5 separate regions of the Mus musculus genome follow, and regions 1, 2, 3 and 4 are each linked to region 5. A link is a contact called in public Hi-C and HiChIP or PLAC-seq data. All regions are on one chromosome and are shown on one strand. Each heading gives the region's core, a stretch centred on a gene start, on an enhancer-like site or on the middle of the called end of the contact. The rest is flanking DNA. Distances are from core to core; before and after follow the strand shown.

Region 1 (5,121 bases), core at 827-3,326, 200 kb before region 5:
GGCGGACAAGAGTGTACAACTGGATGATCAGGTGGTAGAGTTTTGTATCATAGTGATAATACGGTTATTTTCCCTTTGGCCATAGGAAAGTGCAATTTTTTTATGAGCTTTGGGTGAAATAATATTTATAAATTATTAATACAAATTTCATGTTTGAAGTAATGCTGATGTCATCATTAATGGAGATTTAATAAATATTAACTCAGTAGATGGATGCCAAATGCCCAATGGCAAGTTAATGCCAGAATGCCCTCTCCCGATACAAAGAACAAAAGCCCTGCTATGACTATATTCTAGGGACATTCACGGCTTTCTTTTATGCTTCTGTAGTATGGGAAACTAATCTTGTGTGATCAGATCACCAAAACTTCAAAGATGGAGTTTTGTCACTTTTCAGAGAAATGATTCATTTTGATATTATATAATTTTGTTCAATTGTCAATATAAAATATTTGTATGTTTATATACAGCTTTTTCTTGGTCTCTGAGCTCCAACCAGGGTGGAATGGCAATGCTAATGAGAGTGGTGTGGGGCTGATACCCAGGCTGGTTCACTTTTTGTTACAGAGACAAGCTACTGCTCCAGAAAGTTCCCTTGCTGTTTTTGACGACTGTCATATGTTTAATAAAAGGCTAGAATTCAAGAAAGAGCCACCAGAGGGATTCTAGGTAAGTCGTCTCCTGCTATTTCAACTGGAAAAGAAAAACTGTACCATCTTATCTTTGTAGGTGGTAGGGTTTATAGATAAAAACTAAACAAAGTCTCTGTGATCTTATCCATGTTTGTCTCCGGTGGCATGAGTATTTTAAAATCACCTTTGAGTTGTTGGTCATTCAAGAGGCAAGTCCCTCTTAGCATCATGCTTTAGTTTTTCTTATGAAGTAATCTTCAAGTTTTAAGACATTTGTGTCTTGGCTAGTCAAGGGATAAAACCACTTAAAATTGGGTAGCTGTAATAAAGGTAGGCAGTATTCATTAAAACTTATGGGTAAGTGTGCTATGGTAGTTGTATGGCTCTTTTTTTAATACTGGGAAGAAAATTTAGCTCCTAATGTGAAAGATCACTTAAATCACTAGAAATTTCTTTTATTAGGGTTCTTCAAAACCATGGGGCCAGAATGAATCCTTTTATTTGTGCATACTGTAAAAATTACTAAAAATCACTACTATGTGGTTTTAAAAGATTAATTTTATTTGTAATTATGTATGTGTGTATGTTTATTTGTCTGGGTATATGCACATGTGAGTGTAGGTACCCACAAAACTGAGAAAAGAGTATCAGATCCCTTGGAGCTGGCGTCTTAGGTGGTTGGGAGCCACCTGACATGGGTGCTGGGAACTGAACTTGGGTCCTCAGAAAGAGCAGTATATCTGCTTAACCACGAAGCCCATTGTCTGGTCCTTAATATACAATTACTAGCACATTTACAAGACCATTTTAATACATAATAGTTCAACATGTGAAGATGAAGTTAGACCACTTGAGAGAAACAGGACTTGGTTTTTTGGCTTCATGCTTAAGAGGATTGAACAATCGTTTTCCTAGATTTGGTAGCTTAGAGTGGGAAGTAGATGTGACTAGCAGTGTAACTAATAGACTAGATTTTTTTTTTCCATAAGAAGCTTGTATTAGGTTACATTCAAAGGGGGGTTTTGCTGTCTATGACATTGCTTATTTTTGTTTTTCTTCAACATTCTATTCTGCCTTCCTTGTGTTCTACAGCTCTACCAAACACAATGGTAATGAAAAGATGCTTTATCAAAATGCTGAGATAAAGTTCACAGAGCTCCCTTCCCCTCCTCTCTCTTCTTCCTCACTCTTCTTGGTGACCCCTGATTGCTAATGAGAAACCTTTAGGGAGGTGGAAATTGCCTTTAGGCAAGCAAGGCCTTATAATTGCTCTCCTTGAGACATCTTCAATGGAAAATTCACTGAAGGAAAGGGGACTTAGAAGGGAGATTTCTCAAATCCTTGGGAAATTCCACTTGCGGTCAAAGAGTTCACCCCGTGACTCCTGGGTTATGACAGCAAATGATATTTCACAGGACTTGGTACTGATTCATGCTGCAGGAATCTGAGACGGGATTGGAGCCTTTGGAAGAAAGCTAACCATCAATAGTTTCTGGGCTAGAGAACTCAGGAGGGAACTCTTCTCTTCAGGACACTTACATTTATTATTTATTTACCTAGTGCAGCTCCAGGCATAGCACCCAAGACCTCAGATATGCTATGCCAGCACCCTCCAGCTGAACGACTCCCCCAGACACTGGAGAGCCTTGTATGCACTTATGTGAGGACTTTGGGAATGAACTGAGACCCTGCTACACAGCTGTTGCTATCCAGAAGGCAGGGAGAGCCACCACATATCATTTATGAAGGAGTACATGGGGGTAAAGCAGAGACTCGTCTGCCCCAGGACATTGATCATCAGTTCACTTAAGGCCTTGCTAGAAGGGCTGACTCTGGAGGGCTCTAGACCTCTGTAACAGATTGTAGGAACAGAGCCCAGTGACTGGACTGTGTCCCATGCACCTGCCAGCTGCTTCTGATGCACATTAGAGCCCAAAGTGATCCTGGGCTTGAGGGATGGTTTGCAGACCTTAGACTACCGGAGCCAGGTGGAAAAAGTTGAGCAGTGCTGAGAAAGGCGTGTGTCTCGGGACATTTTAAAAAGAATCAGTATTGAGTATTAAAAGAAGGGAAGAAGTGTCTCTCAGAAAGAATGTGCACACATTGGCAAGGCAAAGGGAGGAAGAGAGGACGGGGAGAGCTTGCAGAGATTAAAAAGGTCTATGTGGAGAAGGATGTTTGATTGAGCAAGGAACATAAGTGATGTTCTGAAGACCATGGCAATGATTAGAACAAAGGCTAAAGCTAAGAGAAGACCAAGATGGAGCTGCAGCTCAGGAAGGTCTCTTGACAGAAGTAGTGGCTAGGAAGGGGGAAGAAGCTGGAGTCTGGATCAGTCAGAATGCAGGGAAAGCTTTAGCACAGTGGCACTATGCTGATGAAGATCCCCTCCAGATAAGGAGACATTATGAAAAATGACTAATAATCACAGAAGTTAATAATCACAGAAGTTAAAAAACCATAAATAAGAAATATTAGATAATAACAAATACTGCTTGGAGTAGGAATACAGTATGCCAAAGACATACATCATTGCATGCCTGATATCCCAATCTCAATATGTAAACTAAATACACTATTCTGGAAAGAATATGTCAACCAGTTTCTCTAGGAAGTGAGGTCACAGATACACAGAGATGACTTCCCGCTGCTCTTGCAGAGGACCTGAGTTCAGGTGCCGGGAACCATGTTGGACAGCTCACAACTGCCTATAACTACAGCTTCAGAGGACTGGATATCTACTTCTGCCCTCCATAGGCATCCTTACACACGTATATTACACATCTGAACATGTGCACACACACTTCTGCACACGACTAAACATAAAAAATGGAGACTTCTTCAAAAGCAACAATGACAGGACATGTGTAAGGTCGCTGAGTCTGCCATGTTAGGTGGACACTCTTCTGGCAAAACTGCACTTGTGTCTGACTCCCAGGCTCCATCAGAAGCCAGGCTCCTCTGTCCTGATTCAGACTTTGATGATGTGGTTGTACAGATGCACTGTCAGCTTGAAGGCATTGGAACAAAGTAGTGATGGATACCAGGATGGCTGCACTAGCTCTGGGTCTGCCTTTTACTACAAACTATTGCTCTGCCATATAACACATCAGTACATGCTCTCCAAACCTAATGAATAACAACACTGTAGGGAATCTGTGGGTAATAAGACACACTAAGGCATCTGAGACCAAGAGATGGGACTCCTCATCGTGTTGAGTAATGATGGAGAATGCTGGTGCTCATTGGGAGGTTCCAGGAAATTATAATGATAACAAAAATGAGCACTGTAATTTATCACTGCACTAAGAACTTCACAAAAATTATGTAGCCCCTACAGTAATCATATCCGCCTGGAAAGATGTCTTAGTTTGAAAATGGGAGAAACTGAAGCCTCAGATGTTGAGTCTCCTGTGTCAGGGGAAGAAAATAATATGTATTCTGAGGTTGGTGTGAGGAGTGCTGGAGACAGGTGGTGGTGGTGGTGGTGGTCGCTGGTTCCATGACAGTGCCAGCGCACTTACTAAAGTATGTGCTTTTAAGATGGTTGAGGTGAGAGATACATGTTGTTTATCTTGTGTGTGCATTTGTGTGTGCATGCACATATGCCTGGGTACATGTGGAGGTTGACCGTCAACTTTAGAAGTCTTTGCTTAGTAGACAGCCACCTTATTTTCAGAGGCAGAGTCTCTCTTTTTCAACAGAGCTCATTAGTTAGGCTAGGTTGGCTCACACCCCACTGTGTGAGGTGCAGTGGCGATGGCCTATGGTCATCTCTAGCCTTCCCCTTTCTTAAGCCTACACCCTTCTCTCGACATTGAGAACTTTCTCAACAGCATTCAAGGATAAGCACAAATTCCCCAAAAGCTTTGGAGAATCTCAATGTTGGGGGAAATCCCCATTATAGAGGGAGTTCTGTGTATTACACACCGAGCTGCACAGAAAAACAGAAGAGGAGGGGGCAGAAATGCCTTTCCAGAATACACCAGAGGCCTGAGGCCTCACCTTGAGGCAGGGCTGGCCCTTCTGCTGCATGTGACACCCCTGTCTCCATGCTGCACACAGAGATCCCTTTCAGCTTTCTTAATCTTCTCGGGTGGGTGTGTTGGGGGAAAGAAAAAGACCCGTGCTCAAGCACTCTGTGAGATTGGTAGATACAAGAGAGAAACCTGTTGAAGCTTAGCTGTGCTTCCTATTTGGGGAATAAACTTCTTTCTTCAAGTTGTTTCATGCCTCTGAGTGTGCTTTCTCACTTGGGAAAAAAAAAAAGAATAATGAATACCAAAATGTAGGGTTGTCGTGAATAGTACCAGAATAAAATACGCTGAGCAACAAGATCCTGTCCACCCAATTACTTTTAAGCAGCAACTCTGTACCTGTTGCTAAAGTCCAAATAGGTCAAAGCCAGGGAAAAAAAAGTGACATTTTAATCCATTTCTGACTCTCTAACACCTGCTTCCCTTCTTCTTGAGCACGTGACAGTGTTTCC
Region 2 (5,191 bases), core at 2,297-4,796, 210 kb before region 5:
CCTCTTCTTTCAGTTAATTTCCTGCATTGTACAGGAAGAACTGAGTTCCTATGTAGGGTGGTGATGGCTTTGAATTCAGGAGATCATTGTTAGCTTCATGGTTTGAATTTTCCAGTACTGGATTTAGACATCAGTGAATGGCTTTGACTCTTCTTACCAATAAGGCAACATGCTATTTGCATTCTGAGCTTTGAAAATTACTCTCCCGAATTCACCTTGTACTCATAGGATGAAACCATGTTCTAGACCTAGACAGTGGGAATGCAAAAGTGAGCCCGTGACCCCTACTGGAGAAGTTATTTTTTAGAATAGAAAATAAGATAAAAACATAGTAATCACTTTAAGTTCAGCTTTGATAAATAGTTACAAAGATACGAAAGCATGTAGATAAATACATAGTAAGCTAAGAACCTCATAGGTAGAGTGGCTCAGGATGTGAACATATAGCATGTTATGAACCAGGTTTTTAAGTTCTGAGGAATTACATGGGAATAAGGCTAGTGAGGACTACTGGGGGCAATCATAGAGTGATTTAGTCTTGAAGGCTGCATGGTTATGACATGTCTCGCAGGGTTATGACAGGAGAGGTCATTTTATACACAGGAAAGGCAGAGAGAAAGACTAAAGGGCATCACAGACACTGTTGACAGTCGAGACTTCCCCCTTTGTCTCTCTTCCATTGTCTATCTACACATAAGTTATTAGAAATCTGTTTTAATTAAGTAATTGACCTGAAAATTGGAATTTTTAAAAGGAGCTTACTGAAGGAATTTTGTGCTAATAGTTAACACAAAAAAGACAGCATAGCACGCCAATAGAGAAAAGTACTGGGGCAATCAGGTACAATTCTATATTCAAGAAAACAAATTAAACCGCTCTAAATTTGTGGTAGCTGGTCCAAACTTCCCATTCAGAATAGTGACGCTAATTCATCTTGGTGAAGCATTGATGTTGGCAGTCCATAGATGAACGCTTTCTGAAGAAGCCTCAAAAAGCTTTTGCCTACAAAAGCTGCTTTGCTTGAGGCTCCAGCCTCTTTCTGAGACAGCGCATACCCCCAGAACGGCTGCTGTAAAGGTATAAGTTCCAGGAATTTGAGGCAACTTGGGATGGCTCTTGCAGAGCCAGCGCTCCTCATGGTGTCTGCTGCCGCCTCCTTGATGTGTTTTGCCGTTCTCCGTCTTCCTCTGGCCCCCATCTCTTGGTCCCAGTGCTTTTCAGCTGTTGTTCTAGCACCCATTTTCGAATAAGTACTAAGCATAGAGACTGTAAGCTCACAGACCGTTTCTCCAGGAGGTCCACGTAAAACCACCTTAACTCACACCATGCCTCAACAATACCTCCAGGTGAAGACCATTAAAGCACAGAGAGATGGAATAATCAGTGTAAGGTTTCACAGCTGAGTGGTGACAGATCTGGAACTTAAACCTAGGGCTTAAAACAAACTTAGCGCAGTTCATTTGCCTTCCGTACATAGAATGTAAATGATCATCCCAGCACATCCCTCTATTGGTATCCAATGCTGTCTCTTCTGTGTTCAGTCCGGCTTTACAGTGCCCACTCTTAGCCACTAATGGAAAAGGAAACAAGTCAATTACAGCTGCATGAGTGTCCTGGGTGAATCACACAAACATACCCCAGCGTGAACAAACCCGGGCACAGCCACGCAAACAGTGCCATTCCTCTTACATGAAGAACCGAGCCCACAAAATGCGTTCTGTTGTTTCGGAATGCACACATAGAAGGTAAAGATGTGAAGAAGGACGGGAATGATTACTGAAAACAGTCATGTCTACCAGACGAGTGGGATGGGAGGGACTCGTAGTGTTATGTTACTTCTCACTTAGTCTGGTGGTGTTTGTACATCAGTTCATAGTTATAATAAACTTTACAAATGTAGTTTTGCTCTTTATGTGATCGAAGCTCATATTTAAAGAAAAAAAAGTAAGGATCCACTGCAGGAGAGCTTCAGGAAGGTCCTGCAATGCCAGGCCAACATGAGGTCTTCCTCTGCAGCCACTCTCTGTGGCTTTCTTTTTCTGGAAATCTTCCCAAATTGCCTGCTTTTGAAAAGGTAGCTCTACTGTGCACATGGGGTTAAAGTGGACTCTGCTCTTTTTCACTATGGGGGGGGGTGTAGACCGGGCTCTCAATGACCCCTCCCCCGAGGAGCTTCCTGGCCCATCTCAAGTGGCCTGTACAGCTTTCTCTCCTCCTGTAGTTAGGCAGCTCAGCATCAATATTCCAAAGCAAACTTCATCAATTCTGCTTTTAAAGATCTTTCTTTTTCCTTTTAGGATTAACTTCATAAAGCTTGAGGGGGGGGGGTGGTGGAGTGGAAGGGGAGGGGCAGGCATGTTTTAACCCAATAATGCTGTCAGTCAAGGTAGACATTCTGACTACTGTGCAGGCAGCCAGTTTCCAGCAGCATGGCTCCCCTTTTTTCTTTATCTACATGTGACTTGGCCAGAAGAGAGTTAGAAATGAAGACCAGATAAGAATTTATGTGCCTGCAGAAAGCAAAAGAAGGAACTATTTGTGGGGAGGAAAGAGAGAGAAAGATGGGAGGAAGAGAGCAATATAGGGGGGCAAGTAACCAAAAATAGGAATATGTATATGAAAATGTCCTAGTAAAACTCAGTTCCTCGTATGCTAACCAAAGTGATAATTAAAAGAAATTTAGAGGCCGGGAAATGGTTAAGAACACATTTTGTTCTTTCAGAAGATGCAAGTTCGGTTCCCAGTACTCACACTGGGTGTCCAGGGGTCATTTGAAGCAGTTTCTTCTACCATGGGGGCTCATCATATGGTATAGAAGGCCACCATGAAATGGTAATAATGTAGAAAATGAGGCATGACCAGGAAAAATGAAGAATCGTTACCATGTTTGTCTTGGCTCTTTGAGGGATACAAAGCTTAGTCGTGAGGCTGAGCCATGGTGTTATGGTCCAGAAACCCACCCTACCCTGTGTATTAAGACATTTCAGTTGAAGAATTTTATGAAATACTTTTTGCCTTATTAACGCAAAGAATAAACTTGTATTTCTTCCCTGAAAAATTCCCAAGGTATTGGTAAGTCAATAGCAGGAAATTCTTTTCTCAGCTTGTACTACCATGTAAGAGGCATCCAATTGCTCATGAATTGGCAGGCTAAGGGCACTTGTCACTTCCTGGTGGGCCACTTTCCCAGAGCAGGAGAAGGCACCCGTTACTGTTCATTGTGTTTCTTGGGTTATAGTCCTGAAGGTCTGAGCTTTGCTTGGATTAACGGGAACTGATGTTGAATCGAGTAGAGAGAAAACTGTTTTAGTATGAAGCTGTGGTCTCAGGTGGACGTGCAGAAAGCACCATGCTGAACAAAGGCTTAGCCGCACTTCCCTCTCTCATGCTTGGACTCAGGAAATGCTACTTCATGGGTTGCAGCTACTTGTCAGGCTCATGACTCAACAAACTGAAATATTTGCTAAGTGAGTTTTGGTTGCACAACACAGGCTGCTCACCCGCAGCACACATGATGCTAAACACAATTATCGGCAGGTCAGCTTTGCTGTTGGCAGGCAGCTATGAGGAGTAGGGATGGGGCAAGAGGACAAACAGCCTGACCCTGGCTGCAGAGGTCAATGGGATGTCACTAGGTACTGGTCACACTCTTTCCCTTCTCTGGAAAGTCAGGGCCATGTTCAGTCAATGCAAATGCAACATGGGAAATGATTCTCGAAGGCTACTTCTTAGTGCCAAACATTTCCTGGTTTCCTTTGTGACAAACACAAGGATAGTATTACTCTGTGTTGTAGTCTGGCTTCTAGTCATCATGTGAAGCAGTGCCGATGGGAATTCATTTCACAGAAGGACCAAGGTCTGAGGCATGAGGCAGGAAGTCAGGACCTACAGCCAGGGTGAGGACGCGCCAGGCACTGTCACTGATGATGTTCAGCTAATATTACGTATCCTCTGTCTCAAGTGACCAGGTTTCATCTAAAGACCACCTAATCCTGGGAACAAAGGGTCTGTTACGTGAGGGCTGGTCAATTGTTTTTAGCCAAGCTTCCATATAGGAAAGAACAAACAAACAAACAAACCAAAACAAAAACAAAAACAAAAACAAAAAAACAAAAAACAACAAACAAAAATACCAAAAACCAAAAAACACAAAACCCCCTTGCCTTTCAACCAATAAAAACACTAAAGTGAGAAGGTGCTAGCCATTTATACTTCAGACATAAGTTTCACTAAAATAAAACGCCCATAGAGAAGCATTTTGCAAGAGTACAACTAGAGTCCCATTTTCCTACAGGAGCCCATATCTGGCCACCAGGTACCTGGAGTTCCGTTCCTGTACTGCATGAATACGTGGAGTGGAATAGATAGCTACCCTGCCACTTGCATCGTTCTCTCTGGGCAGCTCCATTGTCCCAGTTAATGTTCGGTCAGACCATTTTTCCCCACCCAGGATGCTTCTTGGCAGATAGTTATTGTCCAAAGATTACTTTAACTAGACTCTGGATACAAGCCATGGTGAGAGAAATGAGGTGTGAAAGATGTAGAATTTACTCCCCATGAAAGTGGCCATTCCTTTCTGAATGTCCTGGGTTGGTGTAGCATCCACTTTCCAAAAAGCAGTTCTGAGTGACTGGCCTGGAGACTGCTTTTACTGCTCCCACCTCGTTTTTGGCGTTCACACCAAGCCCTAATCCACAGTCGAAGTCTGTGGGCTGTGACAGAGGGGCTATGTAATGGCTCTGAGTGAGAAAGGACAACACCTAAAAAACAATCAACTCTCTCCATTCAACTCTCTCCTCTTTGTTCCAATGAGTATATGGTAAGCTTTGAGTTTATTCAGTCATAATGTATTGTTGGGGCTGGCTAAGGCCCTAATGTCCACTGTGGGCCACTCTTAACTATACCTGATTTATTATTGTTATACTAATGTTATTAACATGTATTCAATTCTAAAAATAGTTGATGATTTTCTGTAGCTCTCTATATATGTTAAACATGGGCTTAGATACTGGGACTCCTTGAATTAAATGATTTAGAATTAATTTTTAATTAAATTTTAATTAAAATTTTAGAATTAATGCTTTCCTAGAATTAAATTTTTAGTTGCAGAATAGATTGCAAGAAACATGACCTGCCTTATGGTGAAGACTTTTAGTTGTCCTACGAAACACTGAGACAATTTTCACTGGGG
Region 3 (5,943 bases), core at 2,066-4,565, 240 kb before region 5:
GATTTAATTGACCTTATGCTTTGTTTTGTTTTGAGATAGGAAGATCTCGTGTAGCTCAGGCTGGCCTCAAGCTCCTCGTGTTGCCTGTATGTCCAAGGACGACTCGGAATTGCAGCTGCTCCACATCTTACATGCCGTGGGAGCGCGGGCGTAGGCGCTTTGCTCAGCCTCTGTGCTCGCTTTTAGAAAGGGCCATGCGGATTGGCTGAGGCATAATCCAGAACGCATGCACCCACGTACCCAAACTCTGTGAACATTTCTGATTCCATATATGAAAAAAAAATTAGGGAATGTATTGTTAGTTTGTTAAGACAGAGTCTCCTTATGTAGCTTCGGCTGGCTCTGAACTTACAGGAATCTTCTTAGCCTCTGCTTTCTGAGTGCTGAGATCACAGGTATCTACCAATATGCCGGAAAGATATTTGTAAGCTTTTTAAAAAGCAGGGAAAAATGGTTATCTTATTTTTAAAACCTCTAAAATTTTATCCAAATTTAAATGAAGAAATTGGGAAACTTTATCAACTTGCATACCGAAAACCTCTGTTGACTTGGTAAAAATCAATTCCTTACTTACTCCTTAATTTCTAAATACCTATTAAGGCTTTGGGGACCTTATCTTTGCCTAGTGAATACATTTGCTTTCTGTGTTTGGACACTTAAAGATGTGATTTTGAGAAAGAGATAGCTGCTGCTCATGTTCTCTTCTGAAACAGACAGTTTCATAAAACACTCGTATCAGACAGAACCAGGATGGATCATGACCAAGGAAGGACCCGCAGCCGAGTCTGAACCCGCGAAGTGTGCGTGCTCAGCTACAGAGATGAACAGCCCACCTCCATCCTGATTAGGCAGTGTGGCTGCTCATCCGTGACTCTGATGACATGTTTCATTAAACTTTCATCTTCCTTGGTTCAGATAAGAATTGAGAGATCTGTGAACACCAGTGCACCGTCCTGACAACATCCAATCCGGAGCAATCCTGCTTTCTTAGCTTCCTCTACCCCCCCCCCCCCCCCCCCCCCGTCCCTCTCCCGTGCTCCTCCTGAGCACTCCAGCTTCAACAACCGGCCCCTCCCCCGGGATGCTCTTAATTGCTCTTTATGCACACTATGTATCCAATCTCAGGTATGATCCTTCAGAGATCCTTGACTGCAAGTCTACTATTGATTTCAACTTGATACAAATAAACTAATTGGAGAACAAAACAATTTTTTCCCTCAAATAAGTACCAAGGGAAATTGTCGTTTAAAATAATCTATTTCTTCCAGGTTAACTTTATTAAGTTAAACAAAATCTGTTCTTAATTTCCAATATACTTCAGACAGTAAACACGGTAGCAAGAGTTTTGGTAAGTACTTGGCAACCTTCCTCTTCCCTAAATATATAGCTAATACATATTCAAATATGTAAATTCGTTCTCATGATAAGTGATATTATAATAGAATTGTTCATGAAGTATATGATAATCCAGTTTCTGTTTGTCTATAATACTTATATTTTCTTTTAAATATTTGTGTGTGTGCTGTGAAGGGGTGTGCTCATGTGCTGTACCTGTAGAGGTCTAAGAACAACTCGGAAGAGCCAGCCAGCTCTCTCCTTTCACCATATGGGTCCCAGAGCTCCAACTCAGGTCATCAGGCTCTGTGGCAGCCACCTTTATCTGCTGAGCTGAGCTGTGCATGCTCCGGCATGTGCTTGCAGGAATGTGAACTCACATGTGGTGTATGTACATGCATGTAAAAGCCAGAGGGTGACGTCAGATGTCTCCATCAGTTGCTCTTCACTTTATATCTTGGGATGGGGTCTCTTCCTAAACCCAGAGCAGACCGATTTTGCTTGTTTGTCTAGCTAGAAGATGGAATGTCTCTGTCTCCTTGGAGTACAGGCATGCCACCACATGAAACCTACACTTGCCTTGGTGCTGAAGACGTGCACCTGCACTCCAGTCCACACATTTGTGGGGCAAAGGGTTTATCCACAGAGCCATCTTTCTGTCCCATGGAAGGACACTTGATACTTGTAGGCTTCCTACTAGTGAGAAGACTTGAGCCCAGCATCTTGGAGTGAGCAGAAGGATTGGTGGACACAAAAGGAAACATGCCTAAAGGGGGTCCTTACGATAGTTATCTCTGGGGGATGTGTCACTCCAACATCTAGGGAGCCAAATTCTGCCATCCTTGGTAAGCAAGGCCAGCATGGAAGACTGAGTCACACTACACAGGATTTCCTGAGTCTTTATATCTTATCTTATATCTTATATCTTACAAATGCAGGCTTTCCCATCTAGCTTAGGCTGGTGTCAAATTCTTATGCTCACAAGTACAGGGATTGCAGGCATGCATGTACCAACTGTGCCCGGCTAATTTCCTGAATTCTTGTGAAGAGTCATGGGAGGAATGGTTTCGCACAAAGTAAGAACAATCGGTTTGCTCATGTTTTATTTCTCAATGCGATTTCCTGTTCTTAGTACCAGCCATGACTGCATTTCCACCAAACATGCAGGAAACAAAGCTGGTTTTTCCTTGAATTTGACATAAACTGGATTTCATGCAGTTATGCAAATGGGTGAGAGGTCCCGGGCTGACTCAGCACCAGCATCTTTCCTCACCTACCCTCTCCCGATGGTGACATCTGGATGCTCTGTGGAAGAGTTATCTGAACACTGTGCTCACCTAGAGACAACTCTGCCTCTTCCTCTGCAGGAAGAGCTCCGCAGTGAGACCTTCACTCACCGTAGCTTGAAAAACAAATTCTTCACCTGAAGTGACTTACAGTACAGTGGAACAGACACAAAGGCTAAGAAAGTTTGGTTTCTTAAAACCCAATGGGAATTCAGCAACAAAGGAGGCTTGGGGGTACCTAAGCCGAAAACCAAAGGAAGACTCAACATCAGACAAGTTTGAGCAAGACCTTCATTCTGGCCTTGTCCTCATCCCTAGCTATGACATCACAGTCGCAAGATGCTTCCCTTGCGGCCATCTGGCTTACATGCTTCCTCATGCACACCCAAGCTAGAAAGTATCCTCCTTTAGAATCTCCAATCATATTCACAAATCTTGACTCAGGTTGAGCAGAGTAAATTGACAAGACTTATTGGGAAAACATGAGAATGTGCCCGCTGACCTCCTGAGACAAGAACAGGTCAGAACTCTCCGACTCCACGGTCACTAATCACAGGTATTTCCTTAAATGAAAAACGGGTGTTGTGACGTGGAGGGGAATGCAGAGAATCTGGTTCCAGTCAGGACTTTGACTTTTGAATGGTCTGTATCCCTGTTAGGTTTAGTAAACAGTGATACCTCATCTTACCTATAGGTGGCAGTGTCGGGCTAGATTTGGCTGAGGCCCCAGAATCCTTAGTTCACAAATTACTAACAGTAAACTTCTGCAGGTAGCTTAAGCAGCCTCAGCTTCCCCATTTGTAAAATGAAATCAGTAAGACGGTCCGTGTAGAGTTACCATGAGGGCCGAATGAACGGGCTTGTTGTTCTTGGAACAAGATGTGTGTGTGTTAATTGGGCACCTGTCAGAGCCTTCAAGGTATCTCTTTTAGTGGCTTGGGCATTTGTGTTCTGCCCACTATGTCTGGAGGCTGATATTCTCATCCCTCATCATCGTTTTTATGAGCCGTAGACAGCCTCTTCTCGTTGACCTGAGGACTAGGTGGCAGTCTTAAACTGCAAAGCACCACACCACAGTACCAGAAGCATACACTGTGGCTCACCTTGTGATACTTGTTCAAAAGGAAGCATCGGTGCTGGCAAAGGGGATGCCGTTCTGAAGTGGGCTAAGTAAGGACAGGAAAGCTGGCTACTGGGCATTCTTCTCGGGGACAATTACCATGCACAGACGAGCTAGGTCAGGGAGATGCTTTAGTTTTGGAGACAACAGACATGCTTCTGTTACATCAAACAACTCAGTAACAGAAGGTTACTGGTTAAAGGATCGTCAACTCCTGCTGAGCAAGCCCACATTGCCAGCACTGAGGATGAGACCGACATCCTGGCAACCCTGTCCTTCCGATGGGCTGCCTTGAGAGTACAGCGTTAACTTTTCTCAGTTCCAGCTTCCAAATAAAGTTCCAAAAAGAATGCCCAGTAACAAGCTGTGGGGCCCTAGGGATAAAACAGCTTAGTAGAACATGTGGGATGCTTAGATATAATGGATATGATTGTCTTGCACAGTGCATGGTAAATATTTAAGGCACAACATAAAAGGGATATAAACGCATACATACATACATTTGGAAGGAAATGTCCACTACACAGTGCAGAGCGCTTCCTTCTCAGCACACTGTCAAATACCCTGTACCTGTTATAAGGAATTGGCTTCAAGTCTAACCAGGACTCCATAGGCTTCTGAGTGCCAGCCAGAAGCACAAAGAAGCTGGAAGTGCCAGCGCACTAAGCCTGCAGCTCTCAGCCTTACCAAAATACTCTAACCATCTGCAAAACCGTCAAGAACCTCGATGCTCCAGCTCCAGCTAAACAGATCTAACGTCTGGCCTTGAACTGCACCCTGGGACTTTTCAAAACTTCAAAAAGTCCCAAGTGCAGCTGAGGCAGAGACCGGTTGCTCTGTCACTCTTCTCAGACTCCAGCAGTGCGGGTGGTCACCGGTGCTGTCTGTCTGGCAGTCACCTGTCCTTTCTTGCGGTCATTTCCCTGCAGCTCTGGGCTGGGGCCTGAGGCCCTGCACTTTCAGCATTAGATCCCCAAGAGTCTGGTAGGGTTTAGATCCCCAGGATTCTGGTTCTTGGACCATGCTCTGAGTGAGCCTGCCTTTCGATGAGACTATAACTGATTCTAAGAAGTGTATTGCCTCCTTTCTTCCTCCATCTCCACCCAATTGTGTAAAAACACCCAAACTGAAATGCCGAGAGCACCAAACCGAACATTTTGTAGAAGACACCCTCCCCCAATGACTACCCTCCTCCTTGAGGCACAGCCATCTTGATGCATGCTTAGACAGAATGTTACCTTCTAGTTTCAAATGATCCCCTCCCCCAAGCTAGATTTCAACTGATGGCCTCATGCAAGGCCAGGAAAGTGCTCACCCACTAAGTTACGCCCCCCAGCTTTGTTTGTAAGTCTTAGAGAAATTTGGACTTGCCTAAGAAACGGTCCCACGCTTCTCTCAGCAGAAGATGATTAAAGCTAATCCCCTTTAACCAGTAAAAAGTAGCCGTGAGGTGTTCAATGTAACAGCAACACATAGACACCTTCAGAAATTTGACTCCCATGCAAAGGAATTTTTTCACCTTTATATATATATATATATATATATATATATATATATATATATATATATATATATATATAGTGTACCACATAACTGTCCTCTGAGAGGCTCTACCCAGCAACCAATGGAAAGATGTGCAGAGACCACAGCGAGACATTAGACAGAGCTCAGGGTGTCTTATGGAAGAGTTGGGAGAAGGATTGGGGAATAGGAAGAGGACAGGGACTCCACAGGAAGACAACGGAGTCAAGTAACCTGGACTCTTGGGGGCTCCCAGAGACTGAAGCACCAACCAAAGAGCAAGCATTGGCTGGACCTACTCCCCCCGCCCCCGCTCCAAACACACAGACATATATAGCAGATGTGCAGCTTGGTCTTCATGTGGGTCCCCCAACAACTAGAGCAGGGGAAAGGCTGTCCCTGACTCTGTTGCCTGTCTGTCTGTGGGCTGCCTTGTCTGGCCTCAGTGGGAAAGGATATGCCTAATCCTGTAGTGACTTGATGGGACAGGTTGGGGATAGGATAGTGGAGGGGATAGATATGGGGGGGGGGGTTCCATCTTCTCAAAGGAGAAAATGAGGGAGGAATGCGGGGAGGATCTACGTGAGGAGGTACTGGGAGAAGGGGGGGCTGATATTGAGATGTAAAGTGAACAGATTTTTTAAAATGTGTGTGTGCTTGTGTGTGCTTGTATTTGTGTGT
Region 4 (5,438 bases), core at 2,504-5,003, 160 kb before region 5:
CAAACCCTTCCATATACCCTTCCTTGCTCTTTTTCAGATTTGTGGCCTCTTTTTAACATTAATTGTTGCTAGATACATATGTAAAAGTATATATATATATATATTTCTAGATATATAGATACACCCAGCTTAGTATGTATAATATTGCTTGTATATATGTTTTTAGGGTTGACCATCCATCATTGGATAACCAGTTGGGATGCTCTTCCCTGGGGAAGACTATGTCTCCTCTTCTCAGAACTTTAAGTATCCTGAAGTTCTTCATGTGGGGTGAGGCCTCATGTGCTCTCCCCCATCCATTTTATCATGTCATTTGTCATTGTCCTTATTCAGTCCATGTTTAGGGAGTCATGTTGATTAGCTAAGTTTCTTAGGGGATTTTTATGGGAGGGGCAAGCTCATGTTTCAGTCATCTGGGAGGAGGAAGCTATGGTTGATAATTTCTGCACATGCCATCAAGGTCTGTACTCAGACCAGGGGAAGGCCTTGCCATTCCCATGGGTCTGAGGCATTGGTGTCCTGACATGACTATGCTCATGATAACAATAGATATCCACCCAGCTACACTCAACATAAAATCACATCACACATCAACAGTACCCAGCATCTCCTCCCCACACTCTGCTCTTCACAAGATAGGGTTTTAGTGCTGAAATGAAGTCCAGACAGTTGATAAAGATCTAAGGGATAAAATGGATAGCCAGTAGCTTTTTACTCTTGAGACACCTACAGTCCAATGCGACAGCTAACAGCTAACGAACACACTCCTCTTCTCTCTCTCTCCCCCTATCATTTACATATAAACACAGACACACAGACACAGACACAGATACAGACACCCTCACCCACTCACCCACACTCAGACACACATATACATACACAGACACACAGAGACTCAGACACACACACACACACACAGAAGGGGGGAGGAAAGTACAAGGTAAACATGCAAATATGGTGTCTCTTTGGTAAGTATAGAAATAAGAGGTTTTGAGATATTGACTATATATATTATGCAATTCACTCTGATTTTTTATATACTTCTATATTATTTCATTTATGAAACTTTCTGCTCCTAACTTTCTGTGTGCATTTCAACATCGATCACCTCCAGGAGAGTTGACTTAGTCAGAAAATCCTGAGAAGTCTCCTTTAAGGAGATGGTGATAGGGTTGAGGCTGAGAGTGAGTATGGGATAACTAGGTGAGAGATCACAAACAACAGACTCCTTATCAAAAGACTAAGAAAAGGCAAATTCTGGATACAGGTGTAAGTTGATGTTATTTTGGATGATGTAATGAGCTGGGGCTAGATAAGGATGACACCAATCGACGTTCTAACATGGTAGGAGGACGCATCATAGGGCCCTAACCATAGACAAAGAACTACAGGCAACTAAGGAATCCTGAGAGCAGGAGAAATAGTTGTCTCTCGGGAAGAATCCTCAAATGGCTATCTGACACCAAGTAGTCAGCCCTAAATATACATACAAGTACAGGTTGTATTTATATTTTTAGGAACACACATATACACACATACATACACACACATACACATATACATACCCACACACACATACACACACATACACATACTCACACATATACATGTATACACATACATAGTCACACATAAACACATACACAAACATACATACATACACACACACACACACACACACACAGCAATACCAACAACTAATACACATCATGCATTTGAAAGAAATCAAATAGGGTGTTCCATGAGGAAGGATGGAAGAAAGGAGAAAAATTAGATTGGTATATTTTAATTTATAAAAGAGTATGTAAGCTAATGATATAAAATGTATAGGTAAGGATGGATAAAATCAGAACCCATAGGAAGCTAATGAATTAATCTCAGAAAGAATGACCATATTTTGGGTTTGTTTATATAAAAAAGGATTTTTTTTCAATTTTAAGACAAGTTCTCATGACAAAAACTGACTTAAACATATTTCAGTTTCTGCCTGGTAGACTGTCATTCCTTCTGCCAGTATAATCTTTCTTTCTTTCTTTCTTTCTTTCTTTCTTTCTTTCTTTCTTTCTTTCTTTCTTTCTTTCTTTCTCTCTCTCTCTCTCTCTCTCTCTCTCTCTTTCTTTCTTTCTTTCTTTTCCTATTTTTTATTAGATATTTTCTTTATTCAAATGTTATTCCCTTTCCTGGCTACATATAGAGTTGGAGCCATGGATAGCTCCATGTGTACTCTTTGGTTGGTGGTAATATTTCAGTTTTTAAATAGTTACCTAGGGAAGCCAATTACACTGATTCCTGAGCCTCTTTCTTTAAAAAAAATTATTTTATTTTATTTTTTTACCTGAGAAGTTTGTGGTAGAATTCTGGTGTGTGAACATATTTTTAAAGCTCCATGGGGTTTGTGGTGTCCAGCTAGACTAGAAGAATATTAAGATGCCATGTTCTTCTTCTATTCTCATTTCTCTAAGTGACCCACACTTGAATTCTCAGACTATAAAACTATCTATATAAAGATGACATTTTAGTTTATACAATGCCAGCCCAGACTTCTGAATTACTCATTCCTGTAGGAAAATGTTTGCTTTGTGCCTTCGATTGGGCGTTCTGAAAGCGATCCTTGATACAACCAAAATCGCCGACCTTCCCCGACTTCTTGGGCTTCCTTGTCTGGGTGCGAGCAAGCCCATGCTTCTGCTTATCCTGGTTAATCTCACAGTCACGCACACTGCAGCATGTGTTATGCCTCACACCGAAGTCATCAGGAAATGCTGTCAGTTATCCTCTCTATGGATGCTCCGTGTCCCCACAACGTCTCACCTGCACCTCAAATGACAAAGGCCACCGAATGATTATCTCTCACTAAAGCTACATGATTTCTTCTTTGCACTTTTTAGATTTTTATCCAAAGGTCATTGTATTGTAGTCCCTCTCAGAGCAGTATATACAAACATGCACACACACACACACACACACACACACACACAGCACCTTTCATCCCTTCTCAATCATAACCTCATCCCTCCAATATTCCTTGAAAGAAACATTGCTAGGCTGGTTGCTATATCTTCAGTTATTTAATAAAGATTTGTAAGTAGAAAATAAAATACCCCACGAATGAAGGAGTGACATACAGGAAAATAGAAGATGGTGAGACATGCCTGGTGTGGAGGCAGAGTGAATGATGGGATCATAAAAAGTATCCAGTGGTGTCATTGGCACACTTCTCTTGCCAGTGGGAAAGCCAGATCTCTACCTCTCCTTTTATGAGAAAAATCTGCCCAGAGGCAAAATGGATCTTAGGAGAGACAAGGCATTGGGTACCTGTACTAATCTGACTTTAAGTTCCAAACCCACCATGTGTTGTAACTTTGACCAAATCAATCAATGTGTCTGAATCCTAAACCCTTATCCAAACACGGGATGAGATAAATTTAGGGAGCATCAAATAGGATAAGTCATGAAATGCACTTGACACAAAGTCCTTGTTGTTGGCTGTTAGCAGTTGTTACTCTCTTTTGGGCTGGGATTAACCAGAGTTGGAATAAGGAAGGAAAGATACAAAATGGAGGATCAGTGGAGTCAAAACACTGGGACTTCTCTGCTTTTCATTTGTTAAAGTGTGAGGGTAGAGTACAAGAACAGCAGCTAGCACTGTGGTCTAGGGCTGACACAGCACTTTTTATCTCATGAATGGAGGTAAGGCACCACCAGATCATGTGCCAGATGAAAAGAGGAAGTCGGCTGAGAAAAACTAAAGGCCCGATTCAGCAGGGGGAATTAGTGTGTCACATTATACCACATCCTGTTTTCCTTGTAGGCCATTGCCTACTGTCCCGTGTCCTAGCAACATGAGGATCGTTCAGAGCAACTTTATTTGATATCAGCAATGGCTGGCAGAGGCAACCAACTCCTGATTCATGCAATATGGCCATCTAATGATGAAAAAAAATCATAATCTCGCAGACATAATACATAAGTTATAGCATGTTGTGGATTTGCACACCCAGTCATGGGAATTGGGGAGAAGAAATCATACACATGGCTGAAGTGGGTCTTTATTATACTTGATGTTATTTCTACCTTGCAAAATGGGACAGCTCAAAACTCTATGTATATGTGTATGTATATGTATATGTACATGTATATGTATGTAGGAGGTTAGTAAATCTAAATATAGGCTTTCATGAAATCATGTCACTGACAATTAGATTTGGAGGGCTGCATAAGAGTGTTTGAATGGATTTGGAGTCAACAATTTCAGTATTTACCCAAGTGTTAAATACTAATATTTGTGTTGCGGGTTTCAACTTGATTAAAGCAACCAGAATGTCAAAATATCCCTCAGAGGCAGCAGTCTCAGGTATGGCAATGTGCAACTGGGGACAAATGTTTTTCTTAGAGAGCTCTCATTTGGCACTTTTCATACGTCACAACACAAACTCAATGAGCAGCTCCTCATTGCCTCTGTCACTAAGTATCAGGGGCAGTTCCATAGACCCCTCTGTTGGATGAGTTGGCCAGTAACAAACAAATCTTTGTCGGACATTGAAGCAGGAATTTGTTGTGCTTTTACAAGAAACAAACAGCTTCTCATCAAAGTGATTATTTAAATCACATCTGCTGTGGGACTCTGAGGAAAGTAGTTTCAGAAAGGAAGAAGGTGAACATCTGAGAGCAACTCCTGAAAATGTTCCTCTGGAAGGAAAAGAGGCTGAAATTCAATTGTCTATTGTGGTGGGAAACCATCTTAACCACAAAACCATCAACAAAACAGCTTCAATAGCAGGGTGGGTTCCGACTCCCCACTTGCAGCTGATGGGACCCATTTCCCCAGGAAATTTTCCTCTAGTAAAAAAGAGGGCAAGGAAGGAAATGGGAGAAGCTTCCTGGAGGATAGGTAGGAGAACCGGTAGCTAGTGATGTTAAAGCACAAACAAGAGCAATGTTTGCCTGGAAACTGAGGCAGGGGCAATGTCAGAGGGGCAAGACAAAGTGAGATGGAAGCTAAGGGCCCAGCCGATGAGTTCCAGGAAGAGCTTGCTCTTGATTCTGATGTCTTAGACATGGTTGTGTCTACTTGGTTTTAACCTCTGAAGACTAAGGCACCTGTATAAGGGTAAAGGATGAGGGGACACAGTTAGAAGACATTTCTAGATATCCCAGACTTTGTCATAGCATCTGCTTTACTCTGCCTTTCTGTTAATATGATGAAATACTATGACTAATAACAACTTAGGGGAGCAAAGATTTTTTTTTTATATAGCTCTCTTAGTCTTTTTTTTTCTTTCCATTTTTTATTAGGTATTTAGCTCATTTACATTTCCAATGCTATACCAAAAGTCCCCCATACCCACCCACCCCCACTCCCCTACCCGCCCACTCCCCCTTTTTGGCCCTGGCGTTCCCCTGTTCTGGGGCATATAAAGTTTGTGTGTCCAATGGGC
Region 5 (5,099 bases), core at 1,729-4,228:
ATCATAATGATGTCACTATTGTTCCCTCAGCTAGATTGATTCGTAATTCAGGAAGCACTAACTGAAAGAGGGCTGGCAGACATCTTGATTCCTGGTAGCAAGTAGGAAAAACAGCATCCACCACCAGACCATCCCTGCAGCGTCATCTACGCTCAGGATGAGCACAGCTCTGGACTTAAAAGATCTCGCATGTGTAAAACATCAAAGGATGATAAGTGAATGTTTCGTGGTGGTTCCATTCCTTTCAAATTGATAGTATGACTTTAAAGTTTGGGCATAGAATTTGTCATTTTATTCATACCAAATGTAATTGGCTGGAGCTGGTACTTAACACTTCCAGAAAAAATTGAATTATTTTAGTATAATGTTATTTCTCTTTAAAGCTTCAAAAACAGCAAGTCAAAGGTTGTTAGGGACTGGCTATGAAGATGGATATTGTGTTAGAAGGAAAAAAAATGCTAGTATTCCATTTTGTAAGCAACTGTTGCTTTACTCTGTCTTTACTGGTATATATTTAGTAATTACTTTTTGAAACATTGTATGCTTCAGAGACTGCTGTAGGAACCCGGTACTTTATTCTATTCTCTCTGAGTATTTCCTTATGTCAACATATCAGATTGCACCTGGAAATCCCTACAGCAGATAGTTTCTGTTTTCTACTATCATAAAGATACTAATGGGCTGACCAGCATCCTGATAATACTGAAGGCAAATATTTCAGTTAAAAACCTGATAAAGTGGTCACATTAAATCCACAGAAGTCTGTGAGCCTTATCTAGGCAGTTAAAACCCATGAATAAAATGTCCATGAATAAAATGCCTCTTAGAAGCTCCAATTTCCACCGGCTTCAGTTCTGAAGAGGATGTATATTAATTTGGGAGGGCGGGGGGGGGGGGGAGGACAAAGCATACATATGTGTTAAATACACCACGTTCATTCTACAAATGTAAAGTCTTACTGGGAGTACAACACCCAGATGTTCTGCCACTTCACCGATTTTAAACATTAGGAAAGCCAAAGTTGAGCCATGAGATACAAACATTAAATAAATAAATAAATAAATAAATAAAACCCCACAATTCTCCTAAACCTAAGAATCACTTATCTCAGGAAACATCTAATTCTTTATAAATTTTACTAGTAATTGAGATGAGTATGTTCATTCAGATTTTGTAGTTTTAGTTGATAAACCAATTAAATTAGGTAAGAGACTCATCTAAATTCTTTTTTCCCCCTGAGACAGAGTTTCGTTATACAGCCCCCATCGCCTGGAGCTCACAGAGATCTGGGCGCCTCTATCTGCCGAGGGCTAGGGTTAAATGTGTTTGCCATCAATCCCTGCTCCAAATTATCTCCTAAGGGGTGGGGGTGGGGGGCAAAAACGAATAGGAAATTGTTTTGCTTTTCAAGAATTATTTGTGTTTGTGTGTGTGAGTGTGTGGCTTTAACTCTTAGGTGAGTCTTGTTTTAGTAATATGGAGGCAAAAACAAATTTTGTTTTTGTGTTTTTTTTTTTTTACCTTAGCATTTATACAGTGAGTTTTTAGAAACATTAACATTTATTCATCTGAACATTTTGAGACAGTTATTTGGGTGCATTTCAAAGATAAGAAGCTAGCACATTGGTCACAGGTGGGTGTCTATGTCCCAGTATCTAGTGGCACAGCATTTCCTCTCTGGCAGCTTTGAATATCCTCCTGCCTCTCACACGCTTCTCTGTAAAACGACCACATGGCTCTCAGAGAGCTGCACTCAGACCCACAACTATCTACAACTTGTGTTCTAGATGACCAAGAAATAAAACCCAGGGTGAGAAAAATGAGCTAGTGAAAGACAAAGGCTAGAACTGAGGGCTACAATAGTTTGTCACAATCAGTGAAAGCTCAATATGATCCTCTAGTGGAGAAATCAAATCACTGGGACAAGAATGGATGTATACAGTGTGTGTGTGGGGGGGGCTAGATTTGCCTCGATAACAAAGGGAGAGAGAGAGAGAGAGAGAGAGAGAGAGAGAGAGAGAGAGAGAGAGAGAGAGAGAGAGAGAGATTGAAATCTGGCATCTAAATATTTCACAGATACAGGTACACGTTTGTTGTGAAGCGGACATGTGAAGGGCGCTACCTCCTCTAGGTGTCAGCACTGACTGGCGAGTAGACTGTCCCCAGGAGAGCCCTTGCCTCCTGCAGCTGGAGACCGCCGAGAGACCACCAAGTCTCTGTTTCTTGAATTCATGAAAATCTCTTACAGCTGATGTGGTGCTCACCAGCACACTGGAAGAGCCTCGGAAGTTCCAGAATTTCACAGAGGAAGTTATATGAGATTACAACACTTTGTCCTAGGTTAAACATGAATTAAGCTTTTGACACATCTCCCCCCCCCCCCCCCACGGCCCCAAGTCGGGTAGAAGGATATGACACAAAATGTGATTTACTCGTGCTCAGTACACCGCAGGAACAATGCACTCTTGTGTACAGCCTGAGATGACTAAATTTCAACGGTGTACTTACGCAGACGTAAATAAATCTTCATCTAGTACTATCTATGAGTATGTAACTAATAGAGAAGCAATCCCCCATCCCCCGCGCGTTCACGCTTGAACACACACACACCTTAATTTCTTCAGTCCTAATGACTAAAGTTCCCCAAACTGTTAGGTCTCCACTGATGACATAGCTCAGTAACCACTGTCCTCTAGCAGGTGGTCACTTCAGCGCAGACATCACTTCCTTCCTTTTGAGGATTTGGGGAAGGACATCCCAGGGTCCCATAGTGGAAGGGCAGGGCAGTAGAATGAGGCAGGCAGCTCACGCGCGCGTGTCCCCAACCCACTCAGCTTAGGGGCGGGGCTCTGTGCTTCCTGATGAGGGGACCCTGAGCTCAGGGAATTTCCCTGGTCCCCGGGCTTTTCCAGACATCGTGCATAAAAGGAGCTCTCGGGACCTCAGAGCCCCAGACTGCGCCTCAGTGCCTCCAACAAGCTTCCTCGGGCACTCCAGACTCCAGCCACACTTCAGCCTAGCGCCATGGCCCCTCCCACCTGCCGGCTCCTCAGTGCTGCACTGGTCCTGCTGCTGCTGCTGGCCACCAACCACCAGGCTACAGGTGGGATTCGGATTCGAGGCTGATGTTTCTGGGGAAGCCTCAGGTGGGCGCAGCCATCCCCAGCCCTTCTGACCCAGTGTCTTCTCCTACAGGGGCTGTTGTGGCCAGTGAACTGCGCTGTCAATGCCTGAAGACCCTGCCAAGGGTTGACTTCAAGAACATCCAGAGCTTGAGTGTGACGCCCCCAGGACCCCACTGCGCCCAGACAGAAGTCATGTGAGTGTCTCCCTGGATAGCCTCTGCCATGGCCAGAGTTGCCCAGACCCTCCTGCCGCCCCATGCTCACCCTAAAGAAACCTCGTGCCTTATAATGATCCCCACATCTCTCTGCAGAGCCACTCTCAAGGGCGGTCAAAAAGTTTGCCTTGACCCTGAAGCCCCCCTGGTTCAGAAAATCATCCAAAAGATACTGAACAAGTGAGTCGCGATTTGTGCTTACACCTGACTGGCACCCGATTTCTGAAAATTATAGCAGGGAAAATCAAGGTTAACTTCAGTTCAGGAACCTGAATTATTATTTTCATTGTTAACTTTGTCCTGTGAGCATCAGTTTGAATTGATAGAAGGGTACGACTAGCTCCTTTCATCTACACACGTAAAAGTCCTTCCTTAATGGATGGTCGCTGTGTGTCCCTAAGAATTAAGTAGATAGAACCAACTAGCGCTGGTGTAAAGCCTGTTATCTATTAAGATTCAATACTTTACCCCTGCCCTTTCCATGTCTGTGGGCTGTAAAGTCTAACTCTTGGTTTTGGTCAAGGTGAGCCTCTAAGGCTTCCCGATGAAGAAGAGCTGGGGTTTCCAGTGAGAGGCTTGAAATTCAGGTGTAGGCTCTCGCTCTTATCCTGACTGAGTTCAGTGAAAAAGCAATAGGTATTGTTCTTGTTTACAACGTACGCGAAGTCATGCCTTGACATTTTTACTCTTAACATCATTTGGAAAGGTTCAAGCTGGTACAATTGTAACGCCAGCTCTACTATTCTAGTTTCAAAGCGCCCAGAGTGTTTATTGCTGGAAAGTCCAGCAATAGGTAGCAGGTCCCTTGTGGAGGCTAGAGATGGTTTCGTTTGGAGAGTAAACCAAGGTCCAGGATGAAGTCAAAAGAAGGGGGCTCTGCAACCCGCCTTTAAGATACCCACTAACAGCAACCATTTTCTCATCACAGAGGCAAGGCTAACTGACCTGGAAAGGAGGAGCCTGGGCTGCTGTCCCTCAACGGAAGAACCAAAGAGAAAGAAAAAAACAAACAGCACCCGGGAAGCCTGGATCGTACCTGATGTGCCTCGCTGTCTGAGAGTTCACTTATTTATTTATCTATGTATTTATTTATTTATTAATTCCATTGCCCAGATGTTGTTATGTTTATTTTGATATTTAAAGATATGCATTCGCTAATTCACTGTAATATCTTAAAAGGTCATTTTAATATGTTAAAGTTTATTTTAATAATGTTTAATGTGTTCAATTAAAGTTATTTAACTTATATAGTTGGAAGGTGATAAATTTTTAAACCTATTTATTCATTAGTTTCTGGGGAGAGGGTGAGTTGGGAACTAGCTACATCCCACCCACACAGTGAAAGAGACTGGGGATAAGGGGTGGGGGTGGGGACAAATAGATGCAGTCGGATGGCTTTCATGGAAGGAGTGTGCATGTTCACATCATTTTTTTGTAAGCACCGAGGAGAGTAGAACAGCTGTTATTTAGGTTTCAGTGTTTGTAAACTGTATGTACAACATTTTTGATGCTGGATTTCAATGTAATGTTGTGAGTAACCCTTGGACATTTTATGTCTTCCTCGTAAGGCACAGTGCCTTGCTTAGCAATTGTTTTGTCATGCCTTTTCGTGTCTTGAAGTGGACACATTTATTTATTCATGTATTTTTACAAATAACAAAAAATAAAAACGTCTGTTAAAAAAAAAATCCCGTGCTTAAGTTTGTTTTATATATCTCAATATTTTATTCTTCCATCGTATTGAAGGTGTCAGGAATGC

The links. A called contact is a pair of places that touch in the nucleus more often than the background predicts. HiChIP or PLAC-seq counts read pairs in DNA pulled down with a chosen protein or histone mark.
Region 1: an HNF4G HiChIP or PLAC-seq map of pancreatic cancer cells shows a contact between it and region 5. The contact joins the enhancer-like site here to the promoter of Cxcl2 in region 5. A contact is called at or near these places in 9 of 39 promoter capture datasets (the C10 cell line, embryonic stem cells, epiblast stem cells and 5 more), 8 of 484 Hi-C or Micro-C datasets (the HPC-5 cell line, bone marrow-derived dendritic cells, bone marrow-derived macrophages and 4 more), 7 of 115 datasets of contacts at active chromatin or transcription factors (the HPC-7 cell line, bone marrow-derived dendritic cells, cardiomyocytes and 4 more) and 4 of 9 other capture datasets (adipose tissue, bone marrow-derived macrophages, liver and 1 more).
Region 2: a contact with region 5 is called in a Hi-C map of neutrophils, with 4 times the contacts expected there. The contact joins the enhancer-like site here to the promoter of Cxcl2 in region 5. A contact is called at or near these places in 16 of 39 promoter capture datasets (the C10 cell line, the HPC-7 cell line, the SN4741 cell line and 11 more), 15 of 484 Hi-C or Micro-C datasets (the HPC-5 cell line, bone marrow-derived macrophages, embryonic fibroblasts and 9 more), 13 of 115 datasets of contacts at active chromatin or transcription factors (the HPC-7 cell line, bone marrow-derived dendritic cells, craniofacial prominence and 10 more) and 5 of 9 other capture datasets (adipose tissue, bone marrow-derived macrophages, embryonic stem cells and 2 more).
Region 3: a contact with region 5 is called in a Hi-C map of bone marrow-derived macrophages, with 14 times the contacts expected there. The contact joins the enhancer-like site here to the promoter of Cxcl2 in region 5. A contact is called at or near these places in 29 of 39 promoter capture datasets (the 3T3-L1 cell line, 3T3-L1-derived adipocytes, the C10 cell line and 18 more), 11 of 15 datasets of contacts at CTCF or cohesin (CD8 T cells, the G1E-ER4 cell line, the NIH/3T3 cell line and 6 more), 255 of 484 Hi-C or Micro-C datasets (the 3T3-L1 cell line, 3T3-L1-derived adipocytes, the 4T1 cell line and 134 more), 37 of 115 datasets of contacts at active chromatin or transcription factors (the HPC-7 cell line, the NIH/3T3 cell line, PVALB interneurons and 28 more) and 7 of 9 other capture datasets (adipose tissue, bone marrow-derived macrophages, embryonic stem cells and 4 more).
Region 4: a contact with region 5 is called in a Hi-C map of bone marrow-derived macrophages, with 21 read pairs. The contact joins the enhancer-like site here to the promoter of Cxcl2 in region 5. A contact is called at or near these places in 7 of 39 promoter capture datasets (3T3-L1-derived adipocytes, the SN4741 cell line, embryonic stem cells and 3 more), 1 of 15 datasets of contacts at CTCF or cohesin (the NIH/3T3 cell line), 2 of 484 Hi-C or Micro-C datasets (the 3T3-L1 cell line and bone marrow-derived macrophages), 5 of 115 datasets of contacts at active chromatin or transcription factors (fibro-adipogenic progenitors, heart atrium, microglia and 2 more) and 4 of 9 other capture datasets (adipose tissue, bone marrow-derived macrophages, liver and 1 more).

What each region holds. Positions count from the first base shown.
Region 1 is chr5:90,704,500-90,709,620 of GRCm38.p6, forward strand. No RefSeq gene overlaps it. Among named protein-coding and RNA genes, the nearest start is that of Gm36084, 7.9 kb to the right of the region's middle. Within about 2 kb of position 2,077, at least 45 of the 459 cell types and tissues checked have an H3K27ac peak or open chromatin away from gene starts, as enhancers often do. A contact at or near this core is called in embryonic fibroblasts and pancreatic cancer cells, where this site is marked.
Region 2 is chr5:90,686,440-90,691,630 of GRCm38.p6, forward strand. No RefSeq gene overlaps it. Among named protein-coding and RNA genes, the nearest start is that of Gm36084, 26 kb to the right of the region's middle. Within about 2 kb of position 3,547, at least 118 of the 459 cell types and tissues checked have an H3K27ac peak or open chromatin away from gene starts, as enhancers often do. A contact at or near this core is called in the HPC-5 cell line, the HPC-7 cell line, the SN4741 cell line and 9 more, where this site is marked.
Region 3 is chr5:90,658,301-90,664,243 of GRCm38.p6, forward strand. No RefSeq gene overlaps it. Among named protein-coding and RNA genes, the nearest start is that of Rassf6, 21 kb to the left of the region's middle. Within about 2 kb of position 3,316, at least 24 of the 459 cell types and tissues checked have an H3K27ac peak or open chromatin away from gene starts, as enhancers often do. A contact at or near this core is called in the Ba/F3 cell line, ECoMG myeloid progenitors, ECoMG-derived neutrophils and 4 more, where this site is marked.
Region 4 is chr5:90,738,493-90,743,930 of GRCm38.p6, forward strand. No RefSeq gene overlaps it. Among named protein-coding and RNA genes, the nearest start is that of Cxcl5, 18 kb to the right of the region's middle. Within about 2 kb of position 3,754, at least 38 of the 459 cell types and tissues checked have an H3K27ac peak or open chromatin away from gene starts, as enhancers often do. A contact at or near this core is called in bone marrow-derived macrophages, microglia and pancreatic cancer cells, where this site is marked.
Region 5 is chr5:90,900,921-90,906,019 of GRCm38.p6, forward strand. Cxcl2 (chemokine (C-X-C motif) ligand 2) reads left to right here and starts at 2,979. Exons shown (of 4, transcript NM_009140.2): 1 at 2,979-3,103; 2 at 3,196-3,319; 3 at 3,437-3,520; 4 at 4,269-5,018. The coding sequence starts at 3,025. The coding sequence ends at 4,284.